2 separate regions of the Ovis aries genome follow, and region 1 is linked to region 2. A link is a contact called in public Hi-C data. All regions are on one chromosome and are shown on one strand. The core of a region is the stretch at or near the end of the contact, and the rest is flanking DNA. Distances in the headings are between cores, read along the strand shown.

Region 1 (7,347 bases), core at 2,939-5,438, 310 kb before region 2:
GCACTCTTACTACGTGACCCGATGGGTGGGGCTCACATCCGGAAGCTAGCGGGCGGAGGTCCTACTCAGGCGCCGAGACTCCGTCCGCCGGCACCCACCATGGGGCCGGGGCGGGGTCGAGGGCGGGGCACGACGCGCGGCGCGGATTGTGACGCAAGCACGCAGCGTGCTCGGTGCGCAGACGCTTTCGACGGCGAATCGGCGGTTTCCGGTTCCGCCGCCCTCTTTCTCTTCACCCAGGCGGCCGAGCAGGTTGGTGGTGGAGGCCTTGCGGGTTGGCGGTGGGCCGGGTTGGTTTGTAGGGTGCGGGGGACTGTGGGGGCCCGGGGAACGGAGGCGGCGGCCTGGAATCCGTGTAGGCGGGCCAGGTTCTGCGGGAGGGCTTAGCAAGGCACGTTGGGCCGGGTTCCGGTCTCGAACTGGGCCTCGCGAGGGAAATCGGCATTTGGAAGCGGAGCTTGCCGTCTCCGCCGGCCCCAGCTATCTGAGGAGGCCTTGGGGGGAGAGCGTGTGTCCTTCGGGGATGATTCAATTTAATGCGGAGGGGTATTAACTGTAATTTTTTCTCGTGGTGGAAACTGCCAGTCCCCTCGAAAAGATGAAGCCCCTCAGCTGGGTTTTTATCGCCTTTTTCTAAGTCTGTAAAGAAAGTCTGGTAGTAGCAACTGTTTCCATAACTTGGAAAATGAAAACGATAACCTGTGTAAACACGTACCAGGCACGTGGTTAGCAGCTGTTATTTATGGACTGGATAAAACGCAGGAAGTGCGGTCTGAGCATTCGGGTGTAACCCAGAAGGAAGCCGGAGTTTTGGGTGTCTGAGCTTGATATTGAAGAGGAAAAGGGATTGTAGGGAGGAAAGTGTGCGTGTTGGGATGCTACTAAGATGAGATTCCCACCCAGGCTTCTGGAAGAGCCGGGGCTGGTGAGAGGAAGGGTGGGACCTCCAGATCACGCTTGGAGAAAATATGCTTGGCAGGGTGGTGCCCTAAAGTTGAAGGTGCAGGCTCAGAGGGGCAGAAGGAAACAGGCGCTGAGGTGGGCCTGCAGTTGAGGTCGAAGCATGCATGGGGCTGGCAGGGACTAAACCTGGTCAGCCTGTGAGCTGGGGCTGCTCAGACCTTTAGCGATCACCACTCCCCCCATCCCCCTCTCCCCAGCAGGCGCAGAGATGCAGATCTTTGTGAAGACCCTGACGGGCAAGACCATCACCCTTGAGGTCGAGCCCAGTGACACTATTGAAAATGTCAAAGCCAAAATCCAAGACAAGGAGGGTGAGTTGGGCTGAGTGTGAATGCTCCACCCAGTAGGAACCCCTCAGCCCTGAGTATCTGCTGTCCTGTGTGCAACAGGTGCTGGGCTTCAATAGATCTCAGCCATGCCAGTGTTCCCCAGTGTCATCTTGGGAAGGCAGCTTGCCCTCCCTACCTCAGTTTCCCTTTTGACAGATTGGGGTAATCCTGGCACAGTCTTGTGGTGGGGGTGGGCGGGGCACAGTGGCAGCTGCCAGCAGTGTGCTTGCAAGAGCCTCTGTAATGGAGTAATGGAGGGCCTCTCTCTTTAGGCATCCCACCTGACCAGCAGCGTCTGATCTTCGCGGGCAAACAGCTGGAGGATGGCCGCACTTTGTCAGACTACAATATCCAGAAAGGTACGGGGGTGGGGTGGCTAGACAGGGCCTCAGCACGAGGCCTAGGACCCAGGATGGAATGCTGACAGTCTGTCACCAGGAGGGAGCTGTACAAGAGGATGGTCCTTAAGGTGGGGATCAGATGGCGCTAGGGAGTATTGCTCTGTAAAGTGCTGTTTTCATCGCTGAAAAGCATCTCCATCAGTGTTTTCCAAATGGCCATGGTTTCTCATGTTCTTAGTCACTTTTCTTTTAAGGCCAATGTGCGTATTAATATATAAGTATTGTAAAGGAAACCACCACTTTTTCCCTAGCAAAATAAAAGGTTATCCTTGCATCTCTTAGAAATTGCCTTGCCTGTGGGGAAACTGAGATGGATACCACCATTGGTATATATTTATATCAGTCTCCAGTTTCGTGAGGAACTGGTGACATGACAAGGTGGAGGTTCTGTGGGGTGGCATGTCCCATCTGCACATAACCAAGGGATTCTGATGTAGCCCCATCATACTTGATGCTGTGGTCTGGAGGCCCCTGGAGGCTGCCCTCCACCCGTGGGACTGAGGTGGTGAGGCTAGGCTCCATCAGTGCCTCTGCCCTTCATTTCCTGTAGAGTCCACCCTGCACCTGGTGCTTCGTCTGCGAGGCGGCATCATTGAACCTTCCCTCCGCCAGCTGGCTCAGAAATACAACTGCGACAAGATGATCTGCCGCAAGTATGTGCTCCCGTGTGGGGGCGGGGGCTGCCCTGGGGGTGGTCCGGATGTGCCCTCAGCATCCCTGGTGTCCTTGCACAGGTGTTACGCCCGCCTGCACCCCCGTGCTGTCAACTGCCGCAAGAAGAAGTGCGGCCACACCAACAACCTGCGCCCCAAGAAGAAGGTCAAATAAAGCTCCTCCACCTGCTTCTCCTTTGCCCGCAGGGCGGCCTCCTGCCCAAGCCCCATGGTCCTGGGGCCTCAATAAAGTTTCCCTTTCGTTGACTGGAGCAGTAATTGGTGTCCCTGTGGCTGGTCTGTCCAGTGGGGGGTGACTGAGATGTGGACTTCTATGGGACTTCGTGTCACTCGGCTCTTCATAGCCCTTGGGGGTCCCGGGCCCTGAGCTCCAGTCGTCTTACCTGTAAATTGGACCATGGTCTCTGCCCTTCGCATCAGAAGCGGTCATAACCACAGCACAGGCAAGTCTCAGACCTGGCCCTAGTGAGCCCACCCATTTGGGTTTTATCATCTGGAATACGAACATAAAGACCTTCACCAAGTGACCGGTGGGGCCTGGTCAGGCACATTTAACAGCGCCTCGTGTCTGGGCCCTGGAGGTATTTGGGTGTGGGTGGATGGGTAGATAGGATGGAGCATCCCCGGTAGTGTAGTAACACCACCTCTCCATCTTGCCTGACCACTGGGCCTCCTGGGCTCCACCCAGGACTGATGTCTGTCCGGTGAGGGTTGCAGTGTCCTGGCAAGTCCATGTTTTCATTTGTCTGGGATGACTGGGGCTTGATGTAGGTGACAACTCAGGCCTAGACAGTGATGCCTGAGAATAGCTGGGACCTGGAGTGCCAGTTAAAGGCTGTCACTTCATGTCTCAGGTAGTTGAGTTTCATTTCTTGTTAGCTGCCCCTTCCTCCCTAAGGCCAGGCCACCATTTTCCTGGTCTGCCCACTCCTAGAGGAGGGAGGTTCTGAAGTTCAAATTAGGCAGTGTGTATCCAGCTCTCGGGCCTTTTCTTAATATGAAACACCACCCCCATCTCCGTGCCCTGCCCTGGACTCCCATCTCGGGCTTTTTTTCAGCTCACTTCAATCAGAGCTTCCCTGATAGCTCAGTTGGTAAAGAATCCACCTGCAATGCAGGAGACCCTGGTTTGATTTAGGTCGGGAAGATCCCCTGGAAAAGGAGTAGGCTACCCACTCCAGTATTCTTGGGCTTCCCTTGTCGCTCAGCTGGTAAAGAATCCTCCTGCAATGCTGGAGACCTGGGTTGGGAAGATCCCATGGAGAGTGGAAAGTGTACTCACTCCCATTCTGGCCTGGAGAATTCCATGGACAGTATAGCCCCATGGGGTCACAAAGAGTCAGAACTGAGTCACTTCCACTTTTTCCAACCAGTTCACATAGTGAATCTGCTGTAGGCTGGGTTCCGGCGACTTGAGCTTTCCAGTGTCAGAACCTGCATTCAGATCCCACTCCTGTCATAGCCTTGTGGCCTCTGATGAATATCACTCCCCAGATTTCTATTTGTGTGGGAATGGGATGTGAGGAAGTGAAGTCGGGTGTTGACACTTGTATAGAAACAAAGCCTTATTGTATATAGAACCTTATATTCAAGATCAAAAACTTTAAGAAGGCAAGCGCTGGATAGGAATAAACACGGGGTGGGGTGGGTAGAGGGTGTCAGACCTGAGAAGCCCTCCAGTATTCGCTTCCCATTGTTCCCGGGGGTTTCGTCCAGCTTAGCTGGCTGGTCACCAGAGGCTACGTTCCGAGGCCTCCCGGCCTGCAGGGGGCGCCAGACGCATCGGAGCAACCTGGTCCCGGGCCGGGCCAGAGCTGCGCAGTCATGATCACAGCGGAGGCCGCATCAGAGTCCGCTGTCCTTGCGGTGCCGGGTGATACAGCCGCCCCTGGAGTCTCAGAGCGCGAGGAGCTGGTGTGGCCCTGGGTGAGCTCGAGCCCGAGCGGGAATATGAGTGGGGCGGGCGGTGCAGGCCCGGGGACGCTAGCTTCATGCCCTAGCCATGCTCCCCGCTCCGTAGAAAGATGCCCCGATCCGGGCGCTGGTGCAGCGCATCCACCAGCTGCAAGCTGAGCGCGCGCAGGCCTTCCGCCGGCTGGAGGAGTGAGTGTGGGCGTATGGGAGGGGAGGGGTCCTAATGTTCGGCCCTCAGCCCACTCGGGTTGGGCGACCCTTGAGGGAGGAATTGGGTCCCCGCGCGCCACAGTGTCGGAGGTGGAGCCGGGTTTGCGGGGAGGCCAGATCGCTCCCTTCCTTATGCGCTGTGGTGCGCTCGTCTTCGGTTACCTTCCACACTCTGGGGTCGAGGGACACTTCTTGGGCGGCTTTCAGGCGGTCGATACGGGTGCAGGGCCTGAGAGCCGGGGCCGTAGCCTCAGGACCCCTACCTGCCGCAGAGGCCACCGCCAGTACCTGAGCAGCGGCCCGCTCTACGACTTCCCGCGCTACCGGAGCACGGTACACGAGGTGACCCAGGTCTTCGCCGCCGCCTCGAGAGAGGTGCTGGCGCTGGAGGCCGAGCTAGCCGGACCCCGAGCGCAGCCGCTGCTCGCGAGCCACGTGCGCAGCCTGCAGCAGCTGGAGGAGACGCGCCTGACCACGGTGAGGCCCCGCCCCACGGCCGTTTCCCCCGCGCCCACTCGACGGCTTGTGTCTCCCGGGGCTGGGCCCACGGTGCACCCCTTGGGGGAGGGGCCGCATTCTGTCCCTGCAAACCCCGCCCCTGGCTCCCCAGCACCCCCTCTACATGCCCCAGCTAAGTCGTCCATTAAGATTTCACTTGAGAGTCTCAGGCTTAGCCTCTCCTTTCTGCCCCCACTTTTATCCAGGACACGCCCGCTCCATCCCAGACCCCACCTCTACAGCGTTCCTGCCCCCTCTGGCTTGTCCCAGTGCCCCAGATCTGTTACTCAACCCTCGGATTGGGTGCCATGAAACTCCAGGTCAAGTCCCCTTTCTAGTAACCCTAGATCCCAGCCTAAGTTGTGGGCCTGTGACCCGGCCTACTCTGCCTTCACAGCCAATCCTGATCGAGATACAAGGCCATGTGAAGCCACGCCCATACCACACTGGGATTCCTGGGTCACCCTCTTTTAGAGACCCAACCCAAGTCGAGGTTTTTGGCCTACTTCCAAATTGGGATTATAACGCCCTGGCTGGTCTCTGAGACTAAGAGATTCCGCCTACTTTATACCCCCACCTGCACCACTCCTGTCCCCAATCCCTGGCTGGGATTTTACCCCTATTCCCCTTCCCCGCCTACATGAGGCCACACCCACACTGCGCCCTGACTCTAGGGCCCGCCCACTAGGCCCCCAGGAGCCCCTCTAACTCTAATCCTAGATTCCTTCAGCGTTAAAAGTACCGCTGCCCTTGAGACTCCTGCCTGCTTGCCCTCCTCCCCCTTGTTCTGCCTTTCTGGGTGCTTCAGTTTCCCCCCCTCCTATGCGGGAGGTCAGGGCACGGCCTCTGCCAACCGTGACGTCCTCCTCGCGGCCCGTTCCCCACCCAGGTGGCCCTGCTGCAGCTGATGGGGACACCGGAGCTGACTGGGCAGGAGGACAGCCTGCAGATGCACCAGCTGAAGATGAAGTGAGTGCTGCCTCCCAGTGGGCTGACCATGCTAGATTTGCATAGGCATCCTTGGGCACCCAGCCCCAACAGGCATGCCCCAGGGCTGGCAAGGTCAGACCGCCAACCCTCTGGACCTGCAGGAACCCTTTGGGTGTGCACACCAGAACCTTCACCTCGCGATCCTAGATGTACTACCCACCTTCCCCCAGTTCATACGCCCTGCTGTTTCACACCAGACTCGCTGTGTATTTTCAGGACACAGCTGCATACCGCACACCTGTCGATCCCACTCACATGGCTCGACTCGGAGCTTGGACATGGCTGCCCAGGCCCTACCAGGCACACACCTGCACATTCCCGCCTTTGGGCTCCCAGACACACACATGTGCACAGCCACTAGACATCTGCCACAGTCGCCCTGCACGCCTTCCTGATGGCACACACTCACCCTAGATGACCTTTCCTCCTGCCACTCTGCCCACAGGACCACCCCTTCTCCCAGGCACCTAAATGACCCTCCCACTGCTAGTGCTGCTTGGAGGTTTGGCGGGAGGCAGGAGGGCCTGGGGCTTGCGACAGCCCCCTTGGAGCTGCACTGTGGCGGCTAATTCACCCCATCTGGGTTTTATTTATAGTTCCCATCCACTCTTGTAGGGTAATTAAAACCATGGAAGCAATCAGTGAGGTTCTCCAGGACCTCAGGTTTGATGCGGAATCTGCCGAGTGATGGTGGCTCCGCAGGGACAAGAGAGATGGAGAATGGGGCATACGGCGCCCTGCCCTGCCCGCCAGCTGGCTGGGGTCACACCCCATCAGACCACTGACCCTGCTCGAGTTCACTTCACCTCTCATAATAAAGAGCCTAAAGAACCTTCTGTCTGCAGCTGCTCCACTATCTCTTGTGTCCTGGGGTGCTGGGGTGGGATCCCACAAAGTCAGGGATGCTAGGTGCAAGATTCCCTCCCCCCAACCCCCCCTCTCCCGCCACCCCCACATGACTGTAGAAACTCTGGTGTTTTGAAGCCCACTCTCCAAGGAGTTTAGAACCGGTTATTTCAGATCATGGAGAGAGTTGGAAATTCTGGGAGGTGAAGATTCCCATCCCAAAGGGTTATCAGGATTCCACGTGCCTCCCCTAAGCCCCACAGCCCCTCACCCTAGGCCACTCTAGCCCCGAACTCACCTGCACAATCAGGGCACCTAAATAGTTTTGTTTATTTAAAAAGATACCTTGGAGGGGGTCCTGGGTAGGGGGAGTAATAACCCTTCTTCACACTCAGCTCTGGCAGCATTCTGGGAAGCAAAGCCCCCCCTTCACACACACACACCCCCCACTGGGGTGCACCTCACATGGACGCCAGAGCTGTTGTGGCCCTCAGAGCACAGAGTACTCGCCCCTGCTGCTGC
Region 2 (6,973 bases), core at 1,967-4,466:
AAGAGGGTGCCCAGGCCCCAGCTCAGAGGCTGTGCCACAGCCTTGCCTCCAACAGTGATCTGACAGCTGATCTGGTTTCCTTTGCTTTCCACAGCTCTCTGCATACAGCAGGTCGCGCTGCTTCCTTCAGCAGGGAGGTAAGATCTGCATATTAAGACACAGTAAGACTCAAAGAACACATCGCTATCACATAAACAGAACAGACACGCAACAGAAGACAGAAGGTGGATCGCTGAGTATGACGCAGAACCTCGCGGGGCCCTACTGAGGTGAAAGTCATGGCTCCCGTCCGACAGGAGGGGAAAGCAAGGCTCAGGGGGGTGCCGTTGGCAGCCCTGGCTGCAGAGAGCACACAGAAGAGCCAGAGCCTGAGGCAGCCAGGCCTGTCTGAACCCTCCTGTGGTCTGCTTTACCCGGCAGGGAGGCACGTTAACAACTGTGACGCCGAGTGCAGTAAGGCCCCGAGAGGTGTCCAGGGCAGCCCTTGGGACAGCTTTCCTTACGTCACAAAAGGGACTTCACAGGTGTGATTAAGATTATGGACCTGAACGTGGGGAGACCATGCTGGGTTATCTGGGAGGGTCCAGTCCAATACAGAACCCCTTAAAAGCAGAGGACTTTTAGACAAAAGGAATGAAGGGGAAGGGGAAACTTGCAAGACTCCAAGAACCCCCATGCCTGGATCTTTCTCTTTTTTAATTTATTTGGCTGCACCAGATGTTAGCTGCAGCACAGGAGATCTTCATTGCAGCATGTGGGATCCAGTTCCCTGACCAGGAATCGAACCTGGGCCCCCTGCATTGGCAGCCCAGAGTCTTAACCACTGGACCACCAGAAAAGTCCCCCCATGGCTGATTCTGAGATGGAAGGGTGGTATGGGAAGTTGAGGGCTGGAGAGAGGCATCTGGAAGCCTCCAGGAGCTAAGGGTGGCCCCTGGCCAAGAAGCAGCAACTTCAATGAGTAAGGAAGGTGGCTCTTCCCCAGAATCTCCAGGAAGAACACAGCCGGGCCGCCGATACCTTGATTTTAGCTTAGTGAGAGCAGGGTTGGACTTCTGACCTATAGAAGCTGCAAGATAGTAAACGTGTGTTGCCTTGAGCTGTCCTTTGTCACACTGACAATGGAAAACTAATACAATCACGCAAACGGCGTTTCAACGAATCAGAACCTCTTACTGAAGCCTGAGGTTTTACCCTCCGTGCCACAGATGACACGCAGGCACGTGGGGCTCACTGCCAAGGGCCAAAAGGGAAAGCAAGCCTTTTCCACTTCAGAATCCAAACTTCTCCAACCCCCGGCCGCCTCCGTGAAGATGTCTGCCACTCCCTTGCATGGTGCTCCTACGGCTTCCCACACCTTCGGAATAAACTCCAAACCCTTGCTGTGCCCACCCCTGCCCCCAAGCCCTGCCTCTCACTCTGTGCACTTCAATCTTCATCTCTCCCACTGTGTTCACCCCACTTCTGCAACCCCAGCCTCTTAGGCCTTGACTACACAGAGCTCACCCCTGCCTCAGCACCTTTGGGACTCTCACCTATGAAGTGAGAGCCTTCTCAAGGTTTGGTCACAGGGTTAGATGACAGTCACAGAAGCTTGGTCTGATTTGACCATTCCCACATGAAGCAGCGGCCCACCCTCAATATGTGATCAGCACTTTCTATCTCCTATCCCTGCAGGGCTCAAGTTGTAATTAATGTATTCACTCGGTTCTTTACTTGTTTACTCTCTTCAGAACACTAGACCATGAGGCCAGGCAAAGACCCTGTCCCATTCACAGCTCTTAAAAATCCTCGGGACTTCCTGGTGGTCCAGTGGTTGGGAGGGAGTCTGCCTGCCAGTGATGAGTCAAGGAAGATTCCACATGTTTCGGAGGAACGGAACCCATGTGCCACAACCCCTGGGCCAGCACTCTAGAGCCTGCAAGCCCCAACTACTGAAGCCCTTAAACGCAGAACCCGTGCTCTGCAGCAAGAGAAGCCACCGCAGTGAGAAGCTCATGTGACGAGCAGTCCCTGCGCTCCGCAGCTGGAGAGAAGCCTGAGCAGCAATGAAGACCCCACACAGCCAAAAATAAATATACAAAATAATAATAATTTTTTTTAAGTCTCCAATAGCTCACTCTCAAAGTGACAGACAGTACCATCCATCTCCTTCCCAAAAAGGTGCTGCTAGCAGTCCCGGCTGGCCCCTCTCCTGTCACCCACTCACTGCCTGGGCCTTTTCAGCTGCAGGTTCTAGCTCTCAGGCAGGCTCCCTCCCACCACTCTCCATCACACCACTTCCTGACACCTTTTAAATGACTTACTTTTATTTATTTGTATTTGCACTTGGCGTGGCATTGGGAACTTCCCAAACCAGGGTTGGAACCATGGCCTCCCTGTAGTGGAAATGCCAAGGCTTAACCGCTGGACCACCAGGGATGCCCCTGGTAGTTTATTTACTTTCTTGTTGTTTATCTGCCTCCCTTGGGAGCTGAGGTTTCCAAGAAAGATAGTTTTATCTATTTTGTCACAGCTTTGAGCCTAGCACGGATACACGGCCTGGCCCATACAGATGATCAGTGAGGAATGAATGAATGAGCAAGTCTGGGGAGAAATAAACTGGCTAGTGGGGCAGGGTAACAGGCGAGAAGTCACTTCTCTCTTGAGCCTCCTTGTTCTCTCACCTGTAAAACGAGGATAAATAATAGTCTCTACTTTAGGGGTATTGAGGGCATGGCGGAAACAAATGAGAACTATTATTGTTATTACTATTATTATTACCGCAGCGTAGTATTATATTTGTTACTATTACTATAGAAGCATGAATCTCTTATTCAAACGCCTAAGGTGCAGAGTGAGCGGTTAAAGTGAGATTTATCACGAAATGGTACTGCTTTGAGTTTTGTCAAGGGACAAAGACAATTCCTCACCGCGCTGTGAAGAGATGTGGGGGGTGAAACGGCGCTAGGAGAAAAGGTAGGGTTTTTAAAATCAGAGTCCGACCCGCGGCCACCGGGAAGCCTCTTCCGGCTCCGCCCCCAGCGTCTCCCAGCCCCGGAGCCGCCGCACCTTCACCCGCTGCGCCTCGTTGATGCACTGCTGGTAGCTGCCGATGTAGAAGGCGTTCTTCACGTCGAACAGCTCGTCCACCTCCCCGGAGCCGCCAGAAGCCGGACCAGGAGCCGGAGGAGCCATATCGCTGCCCTCTCACTCGCTCCCCTTCCTGAAAGACACGTCGGCCGGAAGGAGGCAGCCACCTACGGGCACGCCGGAAAATGTAGTTTACTGGCTCCTCCCTGGAGAGGAGCCAATAGAAGACTCGGAAAGGGGAACAGAGGGGCGGGAGACGCAAGTGCGTCTCGTAGGGCATCTTGGGAACTGTAGTTTAACTCGAGGCTGAGACCCCCCCCCCCCCCCCCCCCGCCCCGCGGGATTCCGGGAAAACGGGGTAAGGATGTGGTCGAGGCTTTGAACTGCGAGTTGGAGAGGGTGGGACCAAGCCGGAGGCAGATCCAGTGAACGGTAACGCTTTCTGACGTCATCGACACGCGCCGGAAGCACCGTTCACACGAGCGCTCGAACTGCCCCGGCTGCGAGGATGGCAGGCTTCGCGGAGCTCGGGCTGTCTTCGTGGCTCGTGGAACAGTGTCGGCAGATGGGTTTGAAGCAGCCCACGCCTGTGCAGCTGGGCTGCATCCCCGCCATCCTGGAGGGTGAGTGTGGCTTGGCCTTTCCAGGAGGCTTCCCCGGTACTGTCGCTTCTCCTGCCTTCTCTCAGCTTTTGCCCACGCGGGTCCCGTGAGGCAAGGGGCAGCCCTGGGCCTTCCGGGCGATCCTGGGTTCCGGAGGACGACTAGGTAATGTTGGCGTTTAGGCTGTACGACTGAGTCGCCTGCACAAGTGATATAATCTCTGAAACTTTCGTAGCATCGTCACTGGGAGGGTTTGATGAATAACTAATAGATAGTACTGGGAAAATTAGGTAGAATTTGCTTTACTATCTTCATTTTACAAATGGTAATTGAGGTTGTCAAGACTATTGGTAAATCCAGGACTCTGGTCCCTAGACTGTTCTTCTCTCCAGCCCTTTGGTCCAGCCCAGTTTTGCCATTAAAGAGACGCCTTCAGGAAGCCTAGGATGTGATAAGTTAAGGCATTAAGTAGGGATGAAGAGTCAGTAGGGAAAATAGGATTCAGGTTGGGGGAGGTCACTCTGGACTGAGGAGGACATTTTGAGTTTCCCAAGCTCTGATCCCAGGGAAGGAGTCAAAATGAAATTGTGGTTAGGAGCAAGTATCTCAGGTCAAATGGATGTGGGTTCCAGTCCAGGCTGTTACTGGCTGTATGTCCTGGGCAAACCTTTGACTCGGTTTCCCCTTCTGTTAAATGGGGACGATGATGGCCTCACTCTCCTTAAATGTGTCAATTACCCTAAATGGAAAGTTGTCATAATGTCTTCAACAGGAAGGGCACAGGTTGCTACTGAGCATGTAGTTCTCGTCATTATTGTTAAGTTGCTAAGTCATGCCCGAGTCTTTTGTGATCCCGTGCACTGTACCCCGTCGGGCTCCTCTGTCCATGGGGTTTCCCAGGCAAGAGTATTGGAGCGGGTTGCCATTTCCTTCTCCAGGGGATCTTCCCGACCCAGGGATGGAACCTATGTCTCCTGCACTGGCAGGTGGATTCTCTACCACTGAGTCACCAGGGAAACCTGAGCATATAGTCATTGCTCGTTAAATGTTAGCTGCTGTGAACTGTGCCTGATGGAATACCTGTCTGCACCTGTGACGCTGCTGTGTTCTCTGCCCAGGTCGGGACTGCCTGGGCTGTGCCAAGACAGGCAGCGGCAAGACAGCAGCGTTTGTCCTGCCCATCTTGCAGAAGCTGTCTGAAGATCCCTATGGCATTTTCTGCCTCGTGCTGACACCCACCAGGTGAGTCCCACCCCCCCCCCCACCCCACACACACACACACACACACGCCTCTCAGGTGAGTGAACTAGCTGTGTGCTCTTGGGCACATGCCTTTACCTCTCTGAATACACTTGCTATGTGTGGAAAATGGGCACAGAAATTAGCCCAACCCTTAGAGGTGCTGAAGAATTAGCAAGACAGTGTGTGAAAAGTGCTGAGCACAGGGCTTGACTCAGGGCAAGCAGGAAGGCCAGGAAGTAAGCATATGGCCAGAGGAAAGGCCTGGACAGAGCTGGAGGCAGAGAGGAGGGGACTTGGCCACTGACCAGCCTCGGGATGGGGTGGGTATGGGCCGGGGGTGGGTGGTTAACACTTGGGTCTCGGGCTTTGATGACTATGGTGTCAAGGCCATTGCTGAGGACATGGGATGAGGAAAGGCCAGTTTGGGTGGGACTGGCCAAGGACAAGCCATACTCTGTTCGGGCACCCAGCCTATTGAGAGGGCAGGAGCCACAATGGGCTTCCAACGGTCAGTATCAGAACCTTTGTCCAAAGGGGACTGGGAGCCATGGAGGGTGTGTGAACAGGAAAGATGCAAGCAGGAGGCCCTATTGATGGAGACAGGAGTGAGAGGCAGGCACAAAACCCCTATCTGACTCAGGCTGGCCTGTTCATGCCCACAGGGAGCTGGCCTATCAGATCGCAGAGCAGTTCCGGGTCCTGGGAAAGCCTCTGGGCTTGAAAGACTGCATCGTCGTTGGCGGCATGGGTATGGCGGGACCCAAGGAGGCTCTGGGCATGGGACTGCTGCAGCCTCAGACCATCTACCTAGCCCCACCTCTCGCATTCCACCCACAGACATGGTGGCCCAGGCCCTGGAGCTCTCCCGGAAACCACACGTAGTCATTGCCACACCGGGGCGCCTGGCTGACCACCTCCGCAGCTCTAACACCTTCAGCATGAAGAAGATCCACTTCCTGGTGAGTCAGCCTGGGCCCTGATTCCTCCATTTGGGAACTGTGTGTCCCTCTGTCCGTCCGTTACCAAGTTAGGAGTGGTGACAGTGACATCTCGGGGACCGACAAAAGGGGGCCTGCACCAGAGAAGACGGGCTCCCCAGGTGGCTCAGTTGTAAAGAGTCCGCCCGCCAATGCAGGAGGCGTGGGCTCGATCCCTGGGTGGGGAGAATTCCCTGGAGGAGGAAACGGCTACCCTCTCCAGTATTCTTGCCTGGAGAGTCCCATGGACAGAGGAGCTGGAGGTCGACAGTCCTTGGGGTTACAAAGGGTTGGCCACAACTGAGCACGCGTGCATGCACACGCTGAAAAAGTTAGCTGAGGGCAGGGCCTCTCTGAGGAGTTAACGTTGAAGCTGAGATGGGCAAGAAAGCAGGCCTCCAAGACCTCGAGGGAGAGCGCTCCAGGGTGCACGTCTCAGCCCAGGAAGGAGGCACATGGAGGAGGCAGGCTGGGCCCCGGGTGGTGGTCAGGCCTCAGACAGCGGCCTCACCCCGGGTCCCCACCCCATGCCCGCTGCGGCTGATGCTACAGGTGATGGATGAGGCGGACAGGCTGTTGGAGCAGGGTTGCACTGACTTCACCGTCGACCTGGAGGTCATCCTGGCAGCCGTGCCTGCCCGCAGGCAGACGCTGCTCTTCAGCGCCACGCTGACCGACACACTGAGGGAGCTTCAGGGCCTGGCCACCAACCAGCCCTTCTTCTGGGAGGCTCAGGCCCCGTGAGTCCCACAGCTACTTTCTGGCGGGGGGCTGGGGCAGGGCAAGTGGATGGCAGGGGTGTCCAGCAAAGGTCATTGACCGTGGGCAGGGGGGCATTGGCCTCATTGAACAGAAAGCGAAACAAATCTGCCCATGCCCAGGGTGCGCACCGTAGAACAGCTGGACCAGCGCTACCTGCTCGTGCCTGAGAAGGTCAAGGATGCCTACCTGGTCCACCTGATCCAGAACTTCCAGGACGAGCATGAGGACTGGTCTATCATCATCTTTACCAACACGTGCAAGTGAGCACGGGTGGGCCTGCCGCTCCTGTTCCCCAGGCGTCGCTCCCCCTGTGCCTCT

The links. A called contact is a pair of places that touch in the nucleus more often than the background predicts.
Region 1: a Hi-C map of muscle shows a contact between it and region 2, with 2.3 times the contacts expected there. The contact joins the promoter of REX1BD here to the promoter of COPE in region 2. A contact is called at or near these places in 2 of 16 Hi-C or Micro-C datasets (hypothalamus and muscle).

What each region holds. Positions count from the first base shown.
Region 1 is chr5:4,419,706-4,427,052 of ARS-UI_Ramb_v3.0, reverse strand. It overlaps REX1BD (required for excision 1-B domain containing), which reads left to right and starts at 4,188. Exons shown (of 6, transcript XM_042249606.1): 1 at 4,188-4,293; 2 at 4,388-4,470; 3 at 4,764-4,968; 4 at 5,196-5,309; 5 at 5,879-5,958; 6 at 6,576-6,815. The coding sequence starts at 4,192. The coding sequence ends at 6,594. It overlaps CRLF1 (cytokine receptor like factor 1), which reads right to left. Exons shown (of 9, transcript XM_027969391.2): 9 at 7,137-7,347. It overlaps UBA52 (ubiquitin A-52 residue ribosomal protein fusion product 1), which reads left to right and starts at 1,172. Exons shown (of 4, transcript NM_001009286.1): 1 at 1,172-1,274; 2 at 1,565-1,651; 3 at 2,244-2,346; 4 at 2,428-2,620. The coding sequence starts at 1,172. The coding sequence ends at 2,521.
Region 2 is chr5:4,107,032-4,114,004 of ARS-UI_Ramb_v3.0, reverse strand. COPE (COPI coat complex subunit epsilon) reads right to left here and starts at 3,216. Exons shown (of 10, transcript XM_027969373.2): 1 at 3,052-3,216. The coding sequence starts at 3,177. DDX49 (DEAD-box helicase 49) reads left to right here and starts at 3,553. Exons shown (of 13, transcript XM_027969369.2): 1 at 3,553-3,695; 2 at 4,793-4,916; 3 at 5,579-5,664; 4 at 5,754-5,875; 5 at 6,446-6,633; 6 at 6,775-6,915. The coding sequence starts at 3,581. TRNAG-GCC (transfer RNA glycine (anticodon GCC)) reads right to left here and starts at 838; the gene lies at 766-838.